Regions from separate parts of the Sus scrofa genome. Here regions 1, 2 and 4 are each linked to region 3. Evidence: chromatin contacts called from public Hi-C and targeted proximity ligation data. All regions are on one chromosome and are shown on one strand. The core of a region is the stretch at or near the end of the contact, and the rest is flanking DNA. Distances in the headings are between cores, read along the strand shown. Region 1 overlaps TRPS1 (zinc finger transcription factor Trps1). Region 2 overlaps TRPS1 (zinc finger transcription factor Trps1). Region 3 overlaps LOC106509989 (a long non-coding RNA gene). Region 4 holds the start of TRPS1 (zinc finger transcription factor Trps1).

Region 1 (3,125 bases), core at 177-2,676, 890 kb after region 3:
TTGTCTGAAGGCAGGCATAGAACGGGTTCACTGAGAAATCTACCCATACACACACACACACACACACTCTCTCTCTCTCTCTCTCAAACACACACACACACACACACACACACACACTTACATTCCTGTTAGCAGAATTAAGAAACAGATCTGAAATCATGGAGGACATTTTTATTTGATTGATTCCGGTTTTGTTTTGCCAGGTAACACTGAATTGGTGTGACTTCATACTTTAGGGTCAGAAATTGGGGATGGAGGATATTGGAAATTCTATGATGGCTGATCCTATTTTCTAAATAGCCCCTGAGCTTTTTAAGGTTTGTTTGTTTCATTTCTGTTAGCCTAGGTTTGTTAAAAATCTATTTCTGTGCTGATATATCTAGAGCATTATTAATAGAGATGCGACATTTTATATGTCAGGCTCTTGAAAATGATTTAGGTAAAAGAGACATTAGTTTCTTCAGTTTCAACTAAAATGATAAATTCTTATGCAACCTCTGTGCTCAAGGAAATGCCACTAATGTCTGATTTATAGAAATGTTTGTCAGGTGACTGCCTAATTGTATAGGCATCTGAGCCTTCTCTAAGCATTGCCAGGGCCATGGTCCTTGGAAGTTTCTTTTGTATTTCAGTCTGTGGCATCAAATGCAGCTTCCCCCCCCCCGACCCCCTACAGAAAAAGGCAGTTTGCATGTTATCACATCAAAGGGAAAGATGCCATTGTCTGAGATCTATCAGAATAAATCGCTTATGGGACAGAATTCATTTAAGGTACCATTTCTTCTAAACAAGAGACCCCCCCATTTCCTTTTCAGAAATGTAAATATATAATATATATTTTTTTGTTTGTTTGGTGCAAAGATACCAGTAAAGTGATAACATCTGGCTGGAGCACAACGCTGCCAGCTAAGGAATGGTTTCCTCTCTGCGGGTCTGACCAGAGTCTGATGTTGTACAGATGTGCGCCCAGGCCTGACTGTAAAAGTTATAAACATTGTCATAACATTGTTCGACTTCTCTAGTATTTCCTGTCTTCTGCTTAGCACTTTATTACGAAGTCTGGCCCGCCGCCAAGTGAAATGCAGGGAGTGAGGGCCTCTGGCTTGAAATTTAAAACAAGTCCAGAATTCATTGGGTTTAATTTGATATGCGAACTCTGATAACTCACACTTGTTAAAATAAAGCCGCTTACCATTCAAGTTAGATTTACACAGCTTTGAGAGAACACGGGAGGAGAGGGGGAAAACACATTTTTCAAAACTTTAATATTGGCTTTTAGCTCTTGGTTTTAGAGGTGGGGGTGGGGGGGAGGATGCTGAGCGGGGAACAGCTGATTCAGAAGCTGGACAGCTTACAGCAAACTTGTGTTCATTTCCTGTATTAGATGCAGTTCCCTGGGCACAGAATGGGCCTTTCTTTCAACACTTCTGAGCACGTTCTTTCTCTTGGCTCATTTTCAGATTAGGAAGGCCACATGAGGCTCGTTGCCTATACATCATAACAAAATGGTGAGGTGCAAACAAACGAACGCTACGCCACCCGGCTGATTTTTCTGCAAAGGGTATCTTATGCCAGGGTTGCACAGAACATCGTTGAAGCACCAGCATGAAGACATGTTAACCCAATTTTTCCTGTAATGTATACATGATTGATTGGCCATTTTTGGACCACAGGCTGTGGTTAGGATTACATCAATCAGGAAGCAGTAACTCTGGAGGGACTTCCCTTCAATGATCTAGTGTTTATTGGCGAAAGTGGTTGCATTTTTCGCTGTCTGTTTCTTTCATGTGTTCATCAGCCCCATTCTTGTTTGACATATGGTATCCGTGCATGAGATAGGTCACTTTTTTCCTTTTATCCCCGTTAGTCACTTAAAATGCAAGATGACATACTTAGCACAATGTCTGGTCCATCGAATGCACAAATTTTTTAAAAATGAACTTTGAATGAATGAGAAATGAAATAGGAAAACAAGAATATGTTTAAGGGTACAGGTGACCAGATTTGGATTTTATGCTCTTCAGAAGTGGTTTGGATCAGCTGGTGAATTAACGGCATAATAAAGGTTTACCTGGAGAGCATCACTCACCTAAATAGAGCTCTGCACTTATAAATATATCAATTAACAGCAATATGCAGTTTTTAACTTCCTTCCATAATTATATTACATCATGTACTCCTAGTAAATAAAATTAAAATATATGAGAAAGAAAAGGCAAGAAAGAGGAGGTATTTGCTGGGTTGCTGATCGTCCTCGATGTTCAGACACTCCACACTTTGGAGGAGAGGGAAAAATTTCATCTGTAATGTGCCCTCCGAGTTCTGATGGCTGTCTTTGTTGTTTGTTGGATTTCGGTAATGGTTTTGAATACATGTCTTGCTATGGTCCCAAAAGGATGTGTTATGGATCTATGAAATTTTTGTAAGGTGCGAATGCTAAAAAACTGTCCCAAAGCTCTGCTGTTAATTTGTTTTTATTGAAGGGGAGGCAAGAATGAGGCCCATGTGAGCACGACCACTTCTCACTGCTCTGTGTTTTCATGGGCAGTGGGTGTTCAGGGACGCTTGGGTGACATGTGAGTTACAGTCCATAATGCTGGAGAAGCAAAAAGTTCCTGACACAGATCTTCCAGGCCACCAGAGTCTAAACTTTTAAAATGGAAAGGTAGGAAAAAGAAACATGGGTACTATTCACTTCAAGTTCAAGGTTGAAAAGGGGTTTTTGAAAGAGTCAGAGCCTTAGCTAGTGATTTCATTGATGCGGTCCTCACAGAATCATTGACGCTTAATTGTATTATCTAATTTTTGGAAATGGAATGTGAAGCATGTGAAAGTTAAATAGCGTGAAGAATGAAAAGCATGTTCAAAGCAGTTAAGATGGTCGGGCGAGGCCTGTGCCATTCAGAGCAGCTCCTGCGGACATACAAGGGGGCTGAACACCGATCATCTAATCACGTTGGGTTTGGGATTCAGTTTCTGGCTCCACATCACGATCAGAACAGATGTTTCCCAGGCTGTATAGGTGGGTGCGAGAAATGGGTTTCGGAAATAACTCACTAAATTTATAATCAGATTTTTGTAAGAAAACTCCAGAATCATAATTCTCAGAATTCTCCATTACACCC
Region 2 (3,028 bases), core at 347-2,846, 700 kb after region 3:
GGTAGTCTTGGTGGCTTAGAAATCTCTTTATTGCAGTTTCATAATCCCTGACATGACTATCCAGCTCTCGTGTCTGCTAAATACAGAAATAGAGGAAGGAAATGTATGTTTTGGCTCCATTAAAATGTTCCTTATCAGACTGTATGTAGGAGGAGTGGACTTTGTTGAAGATGCCTCTATTTGCCAGCTGGACGGCATGTGCACTGGGCCAGTTTCCTGTCTGCTAAAGCCGCGTGCTGCCCTTTAATGATGGGAAGGGGACACGACTAAATGGGTTGGTTGTTGTGTTTTCACTTGTGAAAATCAGGGAGCAGAGGGCATGCAAACTTTGTCCAGAGGCTGGCCACTGTTTACAGTTCACGTGGAAATGAGCGAGTGACCTGTAGCAACAGCTGATTTGGTGGATGCCTGGCGAGCACTGATCACTAGAAAAGAAATGATAGCCACCACCGGCCACAGGTGAGCTAGTTTTGCAGGGGACAGGTTCGTTTTCCCGACAGGTTAGTTTTCCATTAGGGGCCACTTCCAGATGATGATAATGGGTCACAATTGTTGAGCACTCTGCTTGAGTGGCTTGTCATCCCCATTTCTCAGGGAAGTTGAATCAACTGCTCTAGCTTCAACAAGGAGCGGTCACGGCTTCAGAATTTGAACCCAGGCAGTCTGGCTGAGAGTGCTCACATTTGGTCAGCAATTTTGCTTTGGGGTGAGCAGGATTTTGAGATGCTGTTATGTTCTGGGGGTTCCACACACTAGGTGACTGTCGTATTAGTACTGTTCCTTTCGGCTTTCTTAAGCCCTAATCTACCTTTGTTCATTGTGGGGGAGAGAAAAGCCATCTATAAGACATTTTAAAGTCTGGTTTTTATCATAATTCACATGCAACATGTCTACAGAGATAGCTGCAATCTCCTGTTTAAAAAAAAAATCTGTATTAGTCTAAGTAACTGCCTCTTCTTTGGCTCCATTACAGTGAAAAGGCTGTGATCAGCAAACTCTTGTAAGGGGAAGTTGTTGAATGACGTGGAGCTGTGGTGCTGTCCTGGTAATCCTCTGGGCTTTGTGTTTCTTAAATTATTTGCACTCCTGGGTAACCGCCCCTGCTCCAAATGGGGTCTTGACAGCCTGGCTTTCTGACTTGGCTTCTGTGTTACAGACACAAAAAGGAAAGGTTGGTTTGGGTGAAACATACACACAAATAGAACCCTTCCTCATCTAAATATTAGCCGATTTGTCTCTGTTGGATTAATAAAAAAAGTAATTTCTATTTTATGAATGAGCTTTCAAGCCCCCCTGTGTTTTGGTGGTTAGTATAGTCCCAGCACTAAAAGCCAAGAGTAAAATTGCCTCTTTTTTTTTTTGAAGGAGGACTAAAAAATCAGAACCGGCGCAGATCGGGAACAGAAATAGGATTCCATTTTCTTTTAAGGGTTTCTCAAGAAGCTAGCCTGAGTTGCTGCTGTCGGGGAAGGAGGCTGCTTGCTGTCTGGGGCCCTGACTTTGAAGCTGCGGAGACCGGAGCTTTGTGTGTGTTGGGGGCGCTCGCTGTCGCCTGAGTCCCGGGGCCTGCAGCAGCGCCACGCGTGCCCCCGCCGAGCTGTGGGCGTGTTGTTGCAGGAAGTCCTGCGGAAGCAGCCGCGCTCGCCGCCCGCTTCCTCGCCCGGCTGCCCGGTGCGCGCCGAGCTCCCGGCCGCGCCGCCTCCCCATCGCCCTCCCTGCGCCCTGCCTGCCTGGCGCCCGCGTCCAGCCCGCCCGGCTTCCCCGGATCCCCACCCCTCGCCTGCTCTCCCACCTCCCTGCCATCTCCCTACTTCCCAACGAGTTTCCCTCTCTCCTCGAACTCTCTTCCCCCCTCTCGGCTTCCCCCTGGCTGCCTCCTTTGCTTGCGGCTACCCCTCTTGGATTTGACGCGCCCGTTTCCTTTCCTCCTGCCCGCCGATCCCAGGACGGGTTTTCAAACCCTCAGTCTTGAAATCTTCTGCCTCACCTGTGATCAGCGTGCCCATGCAGTCGACAAGGAGAGAAGGTCGCCGGTGGAGATAACTGAAGTTCTCCTTTTTCATTAATTAAAAGAAAAAGTATTATTAGCCTTTCAATTAGTAACATACTTTCTCATACTAGTTTTCAAGGAGGTGCTTCAGTCCTGTTGCTGATACTTTGAAATATGTGTACTTACAGACCTTCTCGAGCAGTTGGGGGGTTGGATCTCCTGTATTCTCCATCAGAAGGCTGTGAGTAAAATAGACCCAAGAAATTCGTAGGCACCAAATCACAGTTTAGGTTCTCATTTAATAGTCTTCATGAGCCTTTTTGGAGTGGTGGAGGCTTCTATTTTATTTTTGTGTTCTAGGAGTTTGAGGCCTTTGTATTTTTCTTAAATTACAAATTTGGAGACAGTTGCTCTACATGGATCCCTATTAAATTTTATCCTTTGCCACATTATCAAGTTTATTTTTAAATTAATTCTTTTTAGGGCCATGCTTTTTATATCCTCTCTATTAAGTTCCTTTTCTGGAAGCCCATATTATTAAGGCCATATCATGCCTCATCAGTACTTTTAGTAGACCTGGTCTTAAATTCCCTAGTGCAAGAGAGATTTAGTAAGGATTGCACTTTATTGATTTGTATAATTATATCCACTTGCTTCATTTTTGCCTGGAATTGTCCAGTCTGCCTGACATGAAGAAAATAGTTGACCTATAGCTGGACTGAGGGGACCATTTTAACTTGTAGATGATTGGCTTAATATATTGATGCCTTAGCTAATATTAATTATTTTTTTTAAAAAAGGAAATTTAGATCCTTCTTTTTAACTTGTAACAGATTAACTTCTAATATTGAGTTCTGTAGGGAGAGTGTTTAGGTTGATATGGTAAGCTGATTTCATAAGTCAGTATAGAACGAGAGATGTTTGAACAAACATTGACTCCTAAAACGTGAAGTGATTTAAGACAGCACATCTTTTAAAAGTAATATGTTGCCCCAAAAATGATAATCTTAGGATAAAGACATCAACACATGCTAAACC
Region 3 (3,198 bases), core at 253-2,752:
AAGATCATCCTATCTGGGTTACACGAGAAGTTTGTATCCCTTCTAAAAAACATGGCTTGGACAGCCTCCCCCTTTTTGTGAAATAATAATCCCAGCCTCTTTACACCAATGGAGCATTTGCCCCAGGTTTCATTATAGAATGAATTTCCCAAGTCCTTTAATTCCTTAATATACAGATATGTATATAGGTATATTCTTATGTATGTATGTATGTATTTAGAGTTAAATTATGGTTGGAATAGTGTATGTGGGGTAGTGTCAAACTGAAAATTGATAATCTGGGCTTTTGGAATTTAGGAGAAGGGAAAGGCTGGGTGATTTGACGTGGACTTGTGAAAGGTGAGTTACAGGTTCTGAGGAAATTTGGACATGCAAAGGAAGGGTCATTTTAGACAATGAGATGGAGAGGCAGACGTTTGGGCTTGACCGTGGGCACTTGGCGAGAAGACAATTTTGGTAAGGGCTGAATGTGGGAATTCGGGTCCACCAGGTTGAAGTTTGAACTGGATCTCATAGTCCTGGGAAAATTCAGAAGACTTTGACTAGAGAAGTATCGCTGGTTCTAAATTTTCCAAGGGTGAAACCATCATGTTTACCTTTTCTTGTCTGTGTTTAGCTAAGTGACCACTGACATGTGGTCAGGTTTCAACCAGCTTCGAGTGAATAAATGCACAGCAGTGATATTTTAGGAAAAGTAATCTGGGGACTAGGAATGGGATGGCTTGGAGAGGGAAGACAGAAAATAGAGAAAAACAGGGGTAAGTGCAAAGACATAGACCTATTCCTTTCCTTCACCAAACAGTCCATGTAAAATGATCAAATTTTAAATCTCATTGCCAGTACCACAAATGTAGCTGGAAATAGCTGGACATGAATCAATCATCTCAACAGTAATTGTAACCAGAAATGGGAAATGTTTCATAAAAATCTATTTGTTTCACGTTTGACTACGTGGCCATGTCTTACTCTGCCCAGTTTAGGATATTTCACAAATGCATCATGATGAAAAAAAAATTCATCAGGAAAGTTGATGTTCTGTCTGCCTCAGTGACAATCCTTTTCTAATTAGTATGAGAAGTAGCTTAATTTAATAAATATGATTTCTTTATTCTTATCATTTTCAGATCTATACCCGAGATTTAACTTTTTTTTAATTTACTTTTTTATTAAATGAAACCCAGCAAAGAAAAAAGGGTTAAGTTTGAGTTGTCAAAATAGGTTTTCTTCAATGCTTAATTCCTTATTCTACCCCCAGTATTAGGTTTATGTGTTTAACTAGAGGGACTCACTTTCAAAATCTCTGTGTTATTGGGTGGAGAAAAGAGGGCTGAAGTCCATTGCTGGTTACGTCAAGTGGTGTCAGATTTGGCTTGCTCTTCTCACTTCCTGTTGACTCCAAGAAAAAAGGCTGCAGTTGGCGCCTGACAGTGAAAAACATGAAGCTCTGAGACCCGTCTGAATTACTAATCACTACATGTCCTGTTCAGTCTGACCACTTTCCAAGCAATGAAGCGAACTGGCCAGGTCAGTGACTCAGCTTCCGAAGGGGGAGCCAGCAGTCCGAGCTGATCTGTATGGCCCTGGTTTCACTTCCCAAGGTTTGATCGGGGAGCAGCCTCGGAAGGGTGATTTCGCCTTGGAGCTTGTCTCTCCAGGGACAGAACTATGAACACAGATGATGCAGTGTATAGTCTACTGGAGAAGTCTCACTATAAGTCTTTGGAGGGAAAGAGTTGCAAGAATGTCATCTTTCATCAGCTGGTGTCACTCTTTGGAACCAGTCACAAGTAGCTGGGTGTGGTAGGGTGAGGTTGTCTGAAGTTTGAATGAAGAAAATATATTGAGTAGGAAACATTAACTTCTTTTCTTTTTTTGGCTTAACTGCTAGTAGATACAGTATTCCCTTGTTTGTGTCAGTAACTACCGAAGGCTCTTGCAGATGTCACCATTTTACCATGGTGTATTCATATGCCTGGTTTTCTAAGCGATTTAGCTGAACTTTGCTGCTTTTATTAAGCTTAATGTTCAGTTACCATAAAAAGCACCACATAGTCCGTGGTGGAAACAGGGGTGGGCGTATAGGGGCCACATGGGAGTGTAATTCCAGGAACTCCTGGGTCTCATATGCAAATTAGATTAAAAGGCTCTGTGGCCAGGGCTCCCAGAGCAAATCATTCCCATTCCCACCTCTTTTCATAGCATTGTCTCCTGTGGGAATACAGAAATCACTTTCAATTGATTTCAGCTACTGCCTTGTTTTAACAAAGGGGGCCACATGCCTTAGTTTGTCTGCCTGGCTTAAGAAAACTCCTTACCAGGTAATCTCTTAAATACTTAAAAAAAAAAAAAAAAGACTTTGAGATCCTTAGGAGAAAATACTGTAAGTAAATCAAAGTCCTATTTTCTCAGAAAGAAAGTTGAGTCTTTGATTGGCTGGTGCCACCACCTCCTTCAGGCAATTTTCATACTTGGCATAGAGCTTGTAGTCATTTCTCATATTCCCGTTGTTTTGATTAGTCAACACATGATAACTTGACAACACTCAAATGTGAGAGGTTGAGGAAGGGAGGGTGGCAAGGAGGGAAGAAGCCCTCCAGCAAGCAACACTTTCTTGAAAACGTCTTAAAAAATGTATTTTTCAAACACAGGGACTGAAGGTGAACTGGAAGAATATATCCAAGACCACAAGCCCAGTTCTCTGAAGGATGGCTCTCTGGAAAGAACGTGTGAGCCTGTGCACACGTGGGCAAGTATGCAAAGCAGTTCTTTCCCAGGACACCCCAGTGCTGCTGCTTATCTGCGCAGATGTGCTGTGGGGCTTGCAGATTGCATCTGTTTGTTCTATTTATGGGGGGAAAAAGCATGTATTTGTGAGCTTAGCGGGAGCACAACTTTCTGTTTGGATCTTTTATTTTATTAGCGTTTTTAAATTTTTGCCTTTTGGAACAAAAGGATTTGAGTCCTTGGCAATGCTAGATGCCATATGATTCCCTCTCCTGTTCATTTCTTATCTGCTTCCTCTGCCTCCAAATTTCACAGAGTTAAAATCAGGGCAGGAGAGATCAAGAGACTTGCACAAGCACACACAGCATTTATTCTTGGTTTCATTCATCGTTATTGATTAGTCAATTATTAGCCAGATATTTACTGAGCACCTATAATGTTGCAGGCACTGTGCAACATTCTAGGACCTAGTGG
Region 4 (2,743 bases), core at 218-2,717, 670 kb after region 3:
AAGGTAGAAAGGTGATTTTATCATAAGCCCTTTTTTTAAAAAAAAATCAGAGGCCCAGAAGATAAGATAAGGCACACTCAGAGAAAAATTAGAAAAGTGTTTTCATAAAGGATCATTTTCAAAGTCATGGGCAGAGTTTATAGACCCCAAAAGAAATGGTGAAACATTTAGGGCCTAAAAACCATCAGAAGCAGCCTCCCCTGGGCCTAACATCACAAGGGGTCTGAGTGGGAAAACCTATTACTGGAGCCTCGAGAAAATGTAGCCATGGCAGACAGGCAGCTAGACAGCGGGGAGTCAAGGGAATAAGTACCCTGACTGTCTATCCTTCTATTCCCTGAAACCAGACGGCAAGGGACCTCAGCTGATAAAGTGGTCCTCCTCTTATAGCAGAGAAAGGTGGCTGCTGTGACTTCTGAGCACTGTCCAAGTACTGATGCACAAAGTTTAGAATCAAAACACTAACTAATACTTCTCATTGGATCATCTGGCCGTGTCTCTGTGGATGTCTGACCACCAGGCCGTTCAAATTGTTGAGATACACAAAGGATGAATCAAATGTGTGAACACTAAGATGGAATATTAACTAAACAGCAATTTTCATTACCAGATGGTCACACACTCACCAGATGCACATGGACACACACATGCTCACATACACACACTTCCATGGGATTCACAGGACCTTGTGAGATGCAATGCCTGTGGGAACCTGGATGTTTGTATCTATAGCCTCAATCAAATATCACATAAAAGCCTGATAATTTAATACCTGCAAAAATTAATAGCTATCAGTAGACTGGCATATGCTAAAATGATTCAATAATTTTATGTTAAACATTAAAGAGAACAGACGCCACTAGTTTTTAAAGAGATTATTTTATCTCTACCTCACTGCTCTACCTTTCCTAAGGTACACCTTTGGCTTCTACAACGACTAAAAATCCCTTCCCATCTAAAAATGTTCAGCTTCTAGGCTCTTTTCTATACTGCCACATTTTAATGCCTCAGATTTAGTTAAAGATCACTTAATTCACTATTTTTAGAGCAACATGGAATTATGAACCCAAACTTAACGATAATGAGGACAATATTTCTGAGGGGGACAAGCGTCTTCTCTGATACCCTGCCAAAAATATGCTGCTGAGATGAAGACCACCCAGAAGCTTCAATTGGCACATGATGCATCAGCCCATATGCATTAAAGGAAAAAAAAGGAACAGAAAGAAAGGAAGAAAAGGCCACATGGAGCATTTGAAACTTGCACTCTGTAGTGTGTTTCTAAGTAAAACGTCAAGAGCTTGTTCCAACCTCCAAATTCAATTTAACAGATGTTACTGAGTACCCATGGCTTGATGGTCTTCTGCCCTCAAGAATCTTACAGTTTAGTAGAGAAGGTTGTTAGGTCAATATTGTGTAAATCACTGTGACGAAACACTACCTAGAAAGAGAAGCAACTCCCATAGAAGCTTACTTCCTGCTTTGCCGATTCTGATGTGGAATTTGGGAAGGCTTCACGCAAAAGGCAGAATCTGAGTTTGATCTCCCAAGAAGAGAGGATTTTCAGCATGGAGAGCTGGCATGAAAGGACCCTTCGAAGCCTTCCAAGTAAGTAGAAGGTGGCAGTAAGTATAAAACAAGGCATTTGAAATGTCAGCTGGATTGGGGGAATGGTGCAATCAGGGGGTCAGGGGGGTGTGGAAGAATGGAGGGAGGAGTGAGGCCAGAAAGGTGTTTGGGACTAGGATATGGGAGGACTTGACACCTCGGCCCTTTGGTGTTATTCTTTTGGGAGCTGGGGTCACGGGATTTTTGTCCTGAGGAATAAAAAAATGCAGAAGAGAGATGGTCAGATCTGGTAGCTCTGTGTAATAATGATGAGAGGGAGAGAGAGGAAGGAGGAAGAGCTCAATGAGAGATGATGACTTCTTAATTTGGGAAGAGTTCACGTGGGTGGAAAGAAAGGCAGTAAGAGGTACAAAAGCCTTTAGAAAGGAACAATGGGAAGACTAGGTGACTGATTGGATGTGGGGCCTGTGGGGAGGGTATTGCCAAAGATGTCAAATGTCTGAGGTTTCTGGTCCGGATGACTCATGCCTAGAACAGAGATAGGGTTTGTCTCTTTCCTTCCTCCTTCCATGCTGTCTGTCTGTATAGCCTCCTTTTCCTAAATTGTGCTATTTGACATGTATCATATCATTCAGCTTCACAAGTTTGAATTTCCACTGGAATAGTTCAGTCTGAAATTTAGGCACAATTGGGTGTTGGACTTGTTTACATACAACTGAGAGGTTAATTGCCCCAAACTGGGAAAGTGAATGGGATGGGACAGTATTGCAGCAGAAGATCATAGAGCAGAAGTTAGAAATATGGAGAAAATTGGAAAACGTCTACTTTTCAGGGTCAGATGGTGAATCGGGGTTAATTGAGGTAGGAAGTGCTGTCTCTGATGTGAGAGAAGGGGAAGTGAGTCCAGCTATGTCCCAGAGGGGTTTGGTTTGGATACCCAGTGCTGAGCGCTCCCCTCTAATTCTGCTTCTAATCTAGTGGGTAGTGTAAGAGTTGGACATTCAAAAAACCTAATGAAAAAGCAAGAATTGTTATTATTCTTTGGCACCCAGGCAGGGATTTTGTATGTATGTTCGTGTGCATGCATGTGTGCTATGTGTGTGTCTACACCTCAGAAATTTGTTTCCTCTTTTAATTAAATAAAGCCCATGTTTGTTGGCTTTTAAGGGTGGGC

Evidence for each region. A called contact is a pair of places that touch in the nucleus more often than the background predicts.
Region 1: a Hi-C map of skeletal muscle shows a contact between it and region 3, with 5 times the contacts expected there. A contact is called at or near these places in 1 of 47 Hi-C or Micro-C datasets (skeletal muscle) and 1 of 2 datasets of targeted methods (skeletal muscle).
Region 2: a targeted proximity ligation map of alveolar macrophages shows a contact between it and region 3. A contact is called at or near these places in 1 of 47 Hi-C or Micro-C datasets (heart right ventricle) and 1 of 2 datasets of targeted methods (alveolar macrophages).
Region 4: a targeted proximity ligation map of alveolar macrophages shows a contact between it and region 3. A contact is called at or near these places in 2 of 5 promoter capture datasets (fetal liver and liver), 4 of 47 Hi-C or Micro-C datasets (embryonic fibroblasts, epiblast stem cells and heart right ventricle) and 2 of 2 datasets of targeted methods (alveolar macrophages and skeletal muscle).

What each region holds. Positions count from the first base shown.
Region 1 is chr4:23,119,000-23,122,124 of Sscrofa11.1, forward strand. The region is part of intron 4 of TRPS1 (zinc finger transcription factor Trps1); the gene reads left to right. Among named protein-coding and RNA genes, the nearest start is that of TRPS1, 210 kb to the left of the region's middle.
Region 2 is chr4:22,930,210-22,933,237 of Sscrofa11.1, forward strand. All of the region lies in intron 1 of TRPS1 (zinc finger transcription factor Trps1), which reads left to right. Among named protein-coding and RNA genes, the nearest start is that of TRPS1, 26 kb to the left of the region's middle.
Region 3 is chr4:22,230,184-22,233,381 of Sscrofa11.1, forward strand. It overlaps LOC106509989 (a long non-coding RNA gene), which reads left to right. Exons shown (of 10, transcript XR_002343142.1): 8 at 1-1,524; 9 at 2,649-2,750. Among named protein-coding and RNA genes, the nearest start is that of EIF3H, 280 kb to the left of the region's middle.
Region 4 is chr4:22,904,160-22,906,902 of Sscrofa11.1, forward strand. TRPS1 (zinc finger transcription factor Trps1) reads left to right here and starts at 1,468. Exons shown (of 6, transcript XM_021088993.1): 1 at 1,468-1,608. The coding sequence starts at 1,569.